Linked DNA regions of Bombyx mori: region 1 is linked to region 2. The links are chromatin contacts, called in public Hi-C maps. All regions are on one chromosome and are shown on one strand. The core of a region is the stretch at or near the end of the contact, and the rest is flanking DNA. Distances in the headings are between cores, read along the strand shown.

Region 1 (6,290 bases), core at 3,636-6,135, 350 kb after region 2:
AACAAAAAAATCAGCTGTAAAATGCAACCTGCCATCTAGTAGTAAACAAAACAAATATTTTAATTAACTATTTGACAACAGATGGCGCAAGAATTCGAAAAGCCTGAAATTTTACAAATCATATTATTCAAAATAAGGTAGCCATACCTGTATAGATTTACAAGAAAAATCGAACTTAAAAAAAATTAATAGGTACCTAGAGATATCATTCAGAAAATCAGTTTTGTACTGAAATTATTTTCGTTCTCATTAAAAAAATTCAGATTGTTGTATGTTAAAACAGCACTCATTGGGATATTCACAAGGCCCATTTAAAAAAAACGGCTCTTTTCTGGTTTATGTTTCGTCCGTGTGCACACCCTCCCATGGCAGGTTCATTGAAAGTGTCGACGCTAGCGCCCCCTGTCGCCGCTACGCCCACACCCTGCATCATGGGTAAAGCCGCTTCTGACTTCTGCCTGTTCAAAACACAATCGAAATTTGCAATTAAGTGATTTATGCTGCTTGTTACAGGTACATACTAGACAACCAAGACTTGGTAAAAGATCGTAATGTATTAGACATTGGATGTGGTTGCGGAGCGGGATCAATTGCGGCCGCTAAAATGAAGGCAAAATATGTTTTGGCCAACGACATTGACCACCGTGAGTAAAAGAATTACAAAAAGCTTGGAGATGCCGGGGATCGAACCCGGGGCCTTTCACATGCAAAGCGAACGCTCTACCACTGAGCTACATCCCCTGTTAGACACAGAATGAAATATCTAATTTATTTCAGATGCACTTGCAGCAACACATCTGAATGCAAATTTAAATGGAGTACTAATTGATACTAGTTCCAAGAATTTAATTGGTACAAAATGTGAAGAGTTCAATGTGATTTTGATCGGTGATATGTTTTACGATGAAGATTTTTCTCAGACACTATTCAAATGGCTAATTAAATTGCACGAAGCAGGAAAAACGGTAAGTTTCATATTTAATTTTGTAGTTGCGCTCGTAAGGAATAGTACTGCGGTCATTGACCCCGACATTCCCGTACAAGATATTTGAACCTTGAATTTTAGAAACTGCCAATTTCATTGATAAACTTTTAGTACAGAGGAGCCGATACTTGCAATGCACAGTCCGACTGACCTTAGAATAGGGGTACCTACTCGACAGCTTCTAGCTAGTGTTACCTCTAATGTCGCCTCCATCTTTAGACATGAGATCTAAGCTTCAATTTGTATTATGTAACAACTGTCGCTCTCTTCAAACTGTAACTAAGGGACACGTCATTACGGGTCCTTCCGATCCACTAACGGTGCTTTTACGTACCTCAAGCACCAGTCACCGTTCTCGTCAAACCTGTCGCTTGTGACTAAGGGCTTGACGAGTAAACTAACCCACAGACACAGCACACTGAGTTTCTCGCCGAACCTTCTCAGTGGGTCGCGTTTCCGATCCGGTGGTAAATTCTGCGAAGCACGGCTCTTGCTAGGGTTCGTGTTAGCAACGTTAGCTCTCCTACTAGTTAAGGTTACGCTGAAATAGCCTCTCAAGGCTATAGGTAGGAAAAAAAAGTAACTAAGGACAGCTTGACGGCAGAACTAGGTAGAATTGTGGTACATATCCGGACAGGCGTGCTATACGCCCGCCACCTATTATAAATTTACAGGCTACATAATTAATTTATCGCGGAGAACGTAAATGATCCCGTGGTAAGTAGATACGTGCCTCTCTGCGGGCTTCGAACACCGGACACAGTAGCTTGTTATGGTTTTGTACACCGAAGTGACGTCCTTTGAACCGTGGCGACTTCAAAAATTTAATTTTAAACAATAAAACTTATGTAATAAAACATTAAAAGGAGCGAGTGCTTCTGTAGAGTCTTTAAATTTCCCTGAATATTTGCATCGATTGCTTTTTAATTACTGCACCAGTTTTGTTTGAAAACATTAAGTACATACTTATATTAGACAATACAAGAATGTAGCGTAATTGATATTAAATCGGGTAACTGATAAATGATAGTTTCATAAATATTTGATGACATTTTAATGCGATTTTAATAGTACAGTCAAAATCTGTTATAACAACATCGAAGGGACTGCTCATATTCAGTCGTAAAAACCGATAGTCGTAACAACCGGTGATGTTTAATGTGTATCGTGCAAGTACAAACAAATCGATAGGGAATTATTGGAAAAATATATTTACATAATACGCGATTTTTCTTTAATATTAATTTGTTTTCTTATTCTTTGCGAGATTTTGAAAGTTTCACGAATAACTCCACAAAGTTTTGGTGCGTCTTGTGTGTAGATAAGTAACAAACTAACTGAAGAGGTATGAAGAAGTGGGCTTTGACTACCGCATGCACGTGTTTTGTTTCTAAGAATTAGAAAAGACCCTACACTAAACTAAATCCTATTGTTTTCTTTCCTAATTTTAAAAGCCATTGAAGACAAATGTGGATACCTATTCAAATTGTTTACAATACAGCTTAGCCGGTCGTTCTAACAGATCTAATTCTCCGAAATATTAGTTAAATGTCGTCGTTTTATGAGGTATGTCGTTATTACCAATGTCGTAGAAAGCAATATTTTTAATAAGGCGGTCATATGGCATTCAGCCGGGACCTTTGTTCTTGGTTATTATAACCGGCATGTTGTATTAAACGATGTCGCAGTAAACGGTTTTGACTGTATTACTTAATGATTAGGTATACCTGTATCAATAGAGTAAACCCGATATTACCAAATTTTGTGTGCAATGTCAGAAAAGTGACAGGAATCATTTGCAAAATGTTGTGTTAATACATACTAATTAGTCTAATTATAGTTTGTTGAATATAGATAGCTTAATGCGCTCCGAACTGGCAGTGATATGGCTACGACTATATTCTGATGAAAAATAAAATCTAGTATTTTTTAACATTTTTCGATAGTCAAATTTTTCAAAGAGAACACACCTCGGGAAGTCTGTCAGTCTGTCGATCATTATGTCTGTCAATCAGTCCGTTGGCTATCTCGAGCTGGAACTCCAGCACCATTTGACGTAGGGTGATCCCTGAGATTGTCTAAGTTCTATCCGCGAGTCAAAGAATCTAATTTACAAGATACCAGATTGACTGTTTAATCCCTCAACCTTTCCTTCTCAGAGGAGCAAGCCTTGAGTTTCTTTACGGTTTCTCTGTCGTGGAACTTCATTCCGAATCGGTAAAAAACAAGTAGTCTTCAAGACCTTACCATAGTCATCATCGCTGATAACAGACGGCGACTAGGTACCACCTTCATATTATTTGTAGTCTTTAGCTAGTCATTGGATTTCTCATTAGAAACTCTTTTCTATTCACGTTTGAAGAGGAACAATAGCATCCGGGGAACAGGGCGTTCATGAGAGATTTTATTGCGTCAATTGTGAATATTTGTAGATACTAATAGGAGATCCAGGTCGTCACGGCTTGACAGAGAAGCGTAGACGACATGTGCAGATGCTCGCCGAGTACAAGATGCCCAGGGAGAGCCAAGAGGAGAACAACGGTTTTACGAAGACTAAAGTTTGGAAGTTAAATAAATTGATTTGAACTGGTTTCTTATTTCTTTCAACGTATTACTGTTCCAGTCCGCTTCGGCCGCCAAGCAATTCTTAACTACTGATACCATCCACCCCACGCTTTTTTTACAATAAAATCATTTTTTGTTACACTGTTTTTAATTCAAATTTATTAAAATTTATTTTCTATTTTTTAGTTGGATTTTCTATAAAAGCATATTTTTTTATATTATTTGTTTTCTGATTAAAGTATTTATTGGTGGCCGGAAGGCCTTTCCAGTTTCACCAGGACAGGTGAGCGAGCAGCAAAGGCTCAGCCACTATGGTGTGGTCAACTACACACAAGCGTTCGTACGGACCATAGATAATATTAAGTGTATTATCTATGGTTCTGAGCTTAGATCCCCTTGCCTTTCTTAATAAGGAAAAATTGTACAAAAAAAAATTTCTATAGCGCTGGAGACGCGGGAGGAAAACGGGTTACGATATTTTATTTTGAGGTTCACGTTCAAAGTTAGACAAAGAAAACGCTTATAAAACTTTTTATTATTCACAAAATACAAAAGGCTTTCTACAAGGCACTAGTTGGTTAGTTTGGGTTTCGTTACGTTGTAAAGTCGCTACAGTTCACACAGTTCGTACTTATGCACTAGTCGGTAGGACGCGAAGAAAACCTCTACCGCTCCCTCTCAGAAGTTACCATAAATTTAATCCGTTCTTTTTTTCATTAATTTAAGTAAATTTACCATACCATCCGAAAATCTAGTGTTAAAGTATATAACCGATGGTTTTTATTACCTAAATATAATAACAAATGTTAGGTACAAAATCTTACAGCTAAATCTAAATTATTTACATTTTAGTTTAACAAATATATACTTAAAATATAATTTTAGTTCAATAAATTTTAATTTAATTTGTTCAACCGTTTTGTACGTTACAAGTTTATTTATAAGACTTCACTTATTAAGTACTAGATGTTACAATTAAAAGTATATTGTAATTCATTAAAACTACACCTGTATTTTCTTCCTTCTCTAGTGTACAGATTTGAAATAATTTATAAAAGCGCCATCTCGCGGAAATTACCGGTACTATTTATTAAAAAGTACAGTGCCATCTAGCGGCAGTGAACACAATGCTCGGACGGATTTTTAAACGCTTTACAGTTGAATTATAATTGATAATTATGCATAGTGTTCGCGTACATTCCGTGTTTGGATCGCGCGGTGCGTCCTGAGTAGTGAGAGTACGTGTCCATGTCCATGGGCGCGTGCGGGTGCATGATGAGCACGGGCTGCAGCGCCAGAGACTTCCTAGAGCCGCTAACAGATGTCGCGTCCGTCACGTAGCCGTTGTTCACCTCACCTGCAATTGAGAATATGACATTTTGTATGACGAGAGCCAGGACCATATATTATATATATTAAAATTGAATGCCAGGACTCCTCACTTGGTAGCAGCCAGACCGAGTGCATTATTATAATTTGCGTAATTACTGGTGGTAGGACCTCGTGTGAGTCCGCACGGGTAGGCACCACCACACTGCATATTTCTGCCGTGAAGCAGTAAAGCGTTTCGGTTTGAAGGGTGGGGCAGCCGTTGTAATTACACTGAGACCTTAGAACTTATATCTCAAGGTGGGATGCGCATTTACGTTGTAGATGTCTATGGGCTCCAGTAACCACTTAACACCAGGTGGACTGTGAGCTCGTCCACCCATCTAAGCAATAAAAAAAAACCTTTTACAAACCACGATATATTATTGTATTTCTGATGCGCGTACTTCACTCCCGCGATTTTATGATCCAACAATATTTATGCAATTTGCATAAGTAAAATTATTTGCAAACCTTTATCACTAGGTCTCACAGAAGGGACATATTCAACATCTAAGTTGTTTTATTTTAACAATTAAAGCTTATTTAATGGTTTGAGTTCGCGTTTTTTTACTATCATTACATTAATTCTGTCATTTCGAATTCTCAACAGTTTTCTTGGTCGCAAAAACAAAACGTTTTTTATTTATTTATTTACTACTTAGACGGTTGGACGATCTTACAGCCCACCTGGTGTAAAGTGGTTACCGGTTATCGTACATAAGTCTCGCGCAAAGAACGTATTCTTGAGATATTAGTTAGTTGTTTTCACTTGGTCATGTACGTAGCTTAATCAGAGATGCATTGGTGTCGCCCGCCGTGGCAACCGTGATGGGAGCGGCCGCTGACGTTTGCTCCTGACCCAGATACGAACCAGGCCACTTAAGGTTTTCTTTATTGCATAGATGAGTGGACGAGCTCACAGCCCACTTGGTGTTAAGTGGTTACTGGAGCCGGTAGACATCTACAACGTAAATGCGCCACCCACCTTGAGATATAAGTTCTAAGGTCTCAAGTCTCGGCTGCCCCACCCTTTAAACCGAAACGCATTACTGCTTCACGGCAGAAATAGGCGGGGCGGTGGTACCTACCCGTGCGGACTCACAAGAGGTCCTACCACCAGTTTTGCGGGTTCGATTTTTATTACACATTATTATTCCTTCACCGTGGAAGTCAATCGTGAACATTTTTTAAGTACGTATTTCATTAGAAAAATTGGTACCCGCCTGCGGGATTCGAACACCGGTGCATCGCTACACACGAATGCACCAGACCTCTTATCCTTTAGGCCACAACGACTTAGATTTTAGTGGTTACTGGTAGAGTGGAAGGAAGGGGTCGCGGAACCACAGACCCGTGTGATGGTCTGACC
Region 2 (6,736 bases), core at 1,035-3,534:
ATAGACCTTCAGAAAGAGTATTGCAGAAAGATTTCTCTTCATTAGTTGTTCATAATAGCTTATCATTAGAAATAATTATAACACTTTTTTTATTGCCTTTGTAGGCAGACGAGCATATGGCCCACCTGATGGTGAGTGGTTACCATCGCCCATTGACTTCAACAATTCCAGAGGCAGAGCCAAGCCGCTGCCTACCGTTAAATACTCTCCCCAAGCCTCGTTTGAAGAAGGACATGTCATAGCCCACGAGAAACACGGTGGAGGGGAGCTCATTCCAAAGCCGGATGGTACGTGGCAAAAAGATCTCTGGAAAAGCACTGTGGGTGAAGCAGTGGCTCCCGGTAGTATGGACGAACTTCTACTCTGCCGGCGGGTGGTGCGTGGGTAAAAACGAAATGATGGACTCATTTCAAACTAACTCTCAATACTAACAGTAAAATCGAAAGTGTGGGAAAGTTGTTTTTGGTATAATTTGCGAATAGCTGTTGGCGCCCAAAAGAGTGAAACTTGAAAAAGCCACACGCGCATCAATACTCGACGCTGCACATTGGAATCATTAATCATCACGCGCCCGTGTAGGGGGCGGACAGGAATAGATCGTGCACAGGTATCGCGAACTATATTTAGTTCGGACTTTTCATTTACTTTTACAGTAACGTCGGAGCGTGCCAAACGATCTCACACTGATAACGAAACTGAGTCACGACACAATACTGCGTGTGTATACTGCGGATGAGTGGAGGCGCTCGTCGACAGAAGCTCATCAGGCCGCGGGGGTAGCACCCACCTTTTCTTTAACCTATGCTGATAGCCTTAAGAGGCTATTTCAGCTACACCCTAGCGTGTAGGTGAGTTCACGGGGCTCAAACCGGAAGTGTTGCTAACACTGGCGCTAGAAAGCAGTGCTTCGCAGAATCTACCACCGGATCGGAAACGCGATCCACTGAGAAAATCCGGCGAGAAACTCAGTGGGCTGTGTCTATGGGTTAATTCGCTCGTCGAGCCCTTCGTCGCAAGCGATGGGTTCGACGAGGACGGTGACCGGTGCTTGTGATACCTAAAAGCACTGTTAATGGATCGGGAGGATCCGTAAATACGTGTTTAGGGTGATATGGACTCTTCACCATTCCGGGTATGTAGTAATTCCGGGCGGCCACGACAAAAGGGTTTTCGTGCCGTACCGCCTTCTCAAAGTGGCGCATCGTTGCGAACTGCATATACTTACTGATTGAGTCAAGCTCCAGGTCATCATGGTGATCCACATTCCTTAGAAACTATGGTGCTCTGACGGCTATTCTGCAAAAACGGGATTGAATGACTTGAAGAGCGCCCACCAAGAGACGCGAGGTTGTTGTCTCGACTGTATTAGAACGACGGAACCGACGGAAGGATTTATTTTGCAAACACACAGAACAAGCAGCAACATCAGTCACAGTTCAAACAAGGTGTGAATCTGTAGAACCAGCTCCCGCAGGTCTCTGTCGACTCAGCGAACGCTTAGACGACATCGCTGCACAACGAATGTTCCGTTATAGAGGTGCCGAGATGTCAGTCTACCACCAGCACCGATGTCACACAGAGACTGCCGGATATATGGGCATGTTGAAGCGTAATATCCGTCTGACTCTGGACTTCTTCTTCGTCACTTTCTTCATTACTGAAGGTCGTGTCCCTGAAACTTGACCGTGGCTGTCTCGTGAGTTGTTTCCATCTCGTCCGGTCCTCAGCTTCTCGAATGGCGGTTGCGACTGGCAACCCAGTTAGAGCGGTTATTTTGTCAAATTAACGGCTAGATAATCGGCCGCGGGGTCGTGTACGGTGACTAAAGTTTTTGACTTACACGGGATTTTTTCAAACAGTTTTTTGTAAGAATGGTTCTTTAAATATCGTAATGTATGGTACATAATACAAATCGCCGCTGACTGGTTATGGGGTAATAGAGAACGTAATTTCAAAGCGTCCGTAACTCAACGAGTCAGGTTTTTTGGTATCACCAGCCGACTGCTGAGGTGAGGTGTGTATTGTTTTTATTTATTGATATAATGCATTTCTCGTGCATAATAAAAAAAAAAAATTAACATTGTGTACTCCTTCTCTATACTATCTATAAGTGTGGGAATTTTCATAATCTTCCGTCCGCGCAATGTTCGTAAAAAGGGGCACAAAGGGAATGAAGGTTTTTGCTTTACTTATTAATATATAGATAACATAATATGTGCGCCTCTGCTGCGTAGTTTGGCATAGCTGTGGGTGGGACGGCGGCACAGTCGATGCGCACGAATCAATTAAATCCGTCCACGCTTTGACAGATATCGTTGGAATCCAACACACCCGCGCTCTAGGGCTGACCCGCGACACCGCGCCGCGAACTTCAACATTAGGTACTACAATAAACTCATTGACACATCACAACATAAGAACCAGTAGGCCTAATAATACGTTAGAATATGGACTTCCTTTCTTTGAACAGAATGCCATTCATCACGTCAAAAATCGATAAATCAAATACCTACATTATATAAAAGTAAGTTCGAAGTTCTAAATCGTCGTGGCCTAAAAGATAAGACGTCCGGTGCATACGTGTTGAGCGATGCACCGGTGTTCGAATCTCAGGCGGGTACCAATTCTTCTAATGAAATACGTACTCAACAAATGTTCACGATTGACTTCCACGGTGAAGGAATAACATCGTGTAATAAAAATCAAACCCGCAAAATTATATGTTGCGTAATTACTGGTTGTAGGACCTCTTGTGAGTCCGCGCGGGTACCACTGCTCTGCCTATTTCTGCCGTGAAACAGTAATGCCTGGCGGTTTGAAGGGTGGTGCAGCCGTTATAACTATACTTGAGATCTTAGAACTTATATCTCAAGGTTCTACTTTGTAGATGTCTATAGGCTCCAGTAACCACTTAATACCAGGTGGGCTGTGAGCTCGTCCATCTAAGCAATAAACTTTAAAAATGGAAACAATACAATACATGCCCAGCCTCGAACTTGTGACTTCTCGCACGAGAGACACGCGTGACGTCATTCCACGAACATTAACAAATAATTGATATGTAAGTACAGGACAGCCCTATTGCTTTACCTCCGCCCTCCCCGCGCGGTGGGGGTGCAGGTTAATAATGATTATATTAATATAGTTTAGGAGTCGTTACTGCGCGCACAGCGGCACAACTTGTCTAATATTGTAGTGTGCAAATATACGCGGTTACTGTAGACCAGGAGAGAACGAACTATTTGTGAATCGCACTTGTTAGCCGACTTTAACGTAAAGTGGTATTCGTTAGTTGATTGCAATGGAAATATATATATTTATTTATTTTTATTGCTTTAATGGGTATACGAGCTTATTTTCCACCTGGTGGTAAATGGTTACACTTTGAGACATGAGTCCCAAGGTCTTAGTTTTTACAGTACAACGGCTGCTTCAAGCCGAAACGCATTACTACTTCACGGCAGAAATATACAGGGTGGTGGCATCTACTCGTACGGATGCACAAGACTTCCTGCCACCAGTAATTAAGCAAATTATAATCACAGCGGAAGTTTTTTGTGAATATTTGATAAGTACGTATTATGTGAAAAAAAAATAGTAGGTACCCGTCCGCGGGATTCGAACACCGACACAGTCGCATCGCTTGTTACGTGTGCACGAGGCGGCTTATCTTTTAGGCCACGAAGACTTCAATCATAGAATAGAATAGTGTTTGAAATAAAAATATCAAGATTAGTTGCATTGTATACATTTTCTTGGATAATTATTTAGGTAGTCTGGGTGTTGATAGCATGGCGAGGTATAATTTAGCTGACGACTGCAAATAGTGCTCAACAGAAAATAATATTAAGAAGGCGGTTCGACGTTGAGCTTTTTCTGTGCCACGCGAGTGTGTTTGTGTTCTTGCAATCCATACGGTGTGCATTACCATTGAGACTTTGGACCAGTGTCTCATGGCCCCCGTACCCACCGGCCGCACCTACTCGCGCTGTGATGTCGGCGAGCTCCAGTACTTAACACGTCACGTCGTTTGCTTTAGGCTCTCGATAAATAAGCGGCGCCCATTTGTTTATATTTATTAAGATTGTTTGTAGCAAACAAATCATTGCTTACGTCGTCATAACTACTTTAATTTCGATCTTCCTGCTTCAAGAAAAGGATCAACAGCGCTCATTAAAATATTGTACATTTTCTCATTTCAGTTCGGAGACCTAGTTCTTACACCAGTGTTCGTCCAACCATCGAAACTCAATTTTAATTACAAACCACTAAAAATTTACATTCGTAAATTACACATTTTACATTACATTTACATTTTCTCATATTAAAATTTAATTATGTTTTTTTTGATAACACTGAGGCTTATCAACAACCTCTAAACAAAAAAATCAATGGGCGAACAGATAATAAAATGATAATGTGATGGTATTTTACTGGTTTGTCTATATACATACAAATATATAGATTTTTTCCTTCCTATGCTGGTAGCCTTAAAGGCTATGTCAGCGACACCAAGTAAGTAGGTGAGCTCTCGTGAGTCTAACCTGAGGACGTTGCTAACACTAGCCCAAGAACAGTGCTTCCCAGAATCGCATATATAAATCGCTAAACCAAGAGCGCGTTATTTAAATTGATAACAAAAGGAATCATTATGCTTGCTCCTATACTAGCAAGCATTTAAACACAAAATAATAGAATATTAAGGAATTACTGAAATTTCAATGACATCCAAAATATTCAGCACATTCTACTCACCGTCTGTTGTGCGAACTTTGTCATATTATGTCGTTTATTACATTATAATTTGTAAGCTCTCATTTCAGAGCTTTTGAAATTTGAACATTCCATTTAAAGAGGTAGGAGGTATTCAAAATTGTAAATATATTTAAGAAGACAAAAAAAACTGATTTTGAATAAGCTTTTTAAGGATATTCTTTTAAACCATCGTTTTGAAGTACCTATACTTACTACTCGTCTGTCTACGAAGATAATCTATATATAAAAATGAATTGCTGTTCGTTAGTCTCGCTAAAACTCGAGAACGCTTGGACCGATTTGGCTAATTTTGGTCTTGAATTATTCGTAAAATAAAGTCCAGGGAAAGTTTAAAAGGTGAGAAAATATAAAAAAGGTCAGAATTATATAAAAACAAACAATTTTGTTTTTCCTTTGACGTGTCCCCTTGATGTGTCTCTTATTTATCGATTGAGGCAATACGAAGTCTGCCGGGTCAGCTAGTAAACAATAAGCAGTTAAAACTGACAAGCTTAGGATCGAAATAGAAAAAAAAAAGTAGAAATATTGAAAATATTCAGAATGCTTCAACCACAAAATCACATAGACCTATAATTATTATTATTAACAATATGCAATACGATGTAGCAACCCTTCTTTTTTCAAAACTAGCTAAGTATGAATAGATGAGATGCGAGCTATTCACTAAGATTTCTTTCAAAAACACATGTTCCGAGTAATACGCGGCATAATGTAATAATGGGGGCGAGGGGCGGGGGCGCGGGGGCAGCAGCAGGGAATTTAATATCGGCGGGGTTAAGGCGACGTGCAAATAAAACTACCGACTAACCGCACTCGGGGTGTTAAGGGGAAGCTTGTGATCTCGAGGCTCGAGAGACTCAATAAAAGTAGTTTACTTCTTTGATACCTTCGTAACGAATATTATTCGAAAATACCTACATATTTCACTCACAATAGGCAAGTGTTTTCTCTTTAACTCTTGACTTTAAGCTATAGAAACACACGCCTGCACGCAATCAGATCGTCACGACTGAGAGCTGAATATACACATGACAAATTAATAGTTACATGCTGGTGTTAGCCTCAACGTAACGTAACGTGGCACACAGAGGCGGCGGCAACAGCTCAAGTCCGTCTCATATATTTACATTATTTGATTCAATAGAAAATAGATCGATACCATATTTCAAATCCTGAACACCACATTGTGTACAACACAACCGTCATTTCCATCACACACATCACACCACGACACACTCTTTGCTGTCGCCTCGCCGTTATATCAGCGTGACAAGTTACATACCAAGCTACTTATTTTGTAAACATATATGTATTATACACGTACTTGTTACTAAATCGTTTCATATATATTTTTAACAGTATTTTTTTATGAAGGAAAGGTTACTCGTGGCCCTGCGGCCACCTTGCCCTGCCTTTTCAGTTTCACCAGGACAGGTGGGCGAGCAATGGCTCAGCCAGGAGGGGTGGGATTAGCTAACAGCTGCCCGAGCGCCTACAAAGGAGACCTAACAACCCAAGGAGAGCTGCTTCGCGAATGAATCTACCACCGGATCGGAGTCGCGACCTGCTGAGAAGATCCGGCGAGAAACTCAGCGGGCTGATATTTAGGTTAGGTTGCACTAGGTTAGGTAGGGAATCTTGCTCCTAGTGTTGGAGCTGAAGGCGTCTAATGCAAAGGTATCTGGATTGGATCTGATGGATCCGTAAGGACGTGTCTAGGGTGTCGACGGTGACCTGCGTGATCAGGACTCGGAAAACAGTATTTTCTATATGCAATGATAAATTGTTAATGATAATTGATAAGGTTTGTTTAAAAAGTATATTTAAATGAACGTGAACTTCCCCTTAACGGAATGTCTGTGAGTATTTTTACAAACGTTATTACAGCGCGATTCAGCTTACTTTATTAAATTTTCGTACGGGTTGGCAGACGGAGCCCGCGATGAATAACTGCGGTTTT

The links. Hi-C and Micro-C count contacts between places; a contact is called where the count stands out from the background.
Region 1: a contact with region 2 is called in a Hi-C map of posterior silk gland, with 1.9 times the contacts expected there. The contact joins two enhancer-like sites. A contact is called at or near these places in 2 of 7 Hi-C or Micro-C datasets (middle silk gland and posterior silk gland).

The regions. Positions count from the first base shown.
Region 1 is chr28:459,861-466,150 of ASM3026992v2, forward strand. LOC101743003 (LHFPL tetraspan subfamily member 3 protein) reads right to left here. Exons shown (of 4, transcript XM_012696653.4): 4 at 4,066-4,907. The coding sequence ends at 4,714. LOC101742711 (electron transfer flavoprotein beta subunit lysine methyltransferase) reads left to right here. Exons shown (of 5, transcript XM_062676776.1): 3 at 514-644; 4 at 778-965; 5 at 3,418-3,575. The coding sequence ends at 3,570. TRNAA-UGC (transfer RNA alanine (anticodon UGC)) reads right to left here and starts at 741; the gene lies at 670-741. Within about 2 kb of position 4,886, at least 8 of the 8 cell types and tissues checked have open chromatin away from gene starts, as enhancers often do.
Region 2 is chr28:109,992-116,727 of ASM3026992v2, forward strand. No RefSeq gene overlaps it. Among protein-coding and RNA genes, the nearest start is that of A1, 7.2 kb to the left of the region's middle. Within about 2 kb of position 2,285, at least 2 of the 8 cell types and tissues checked have open chromatin away from gene starts, as enhancers often do.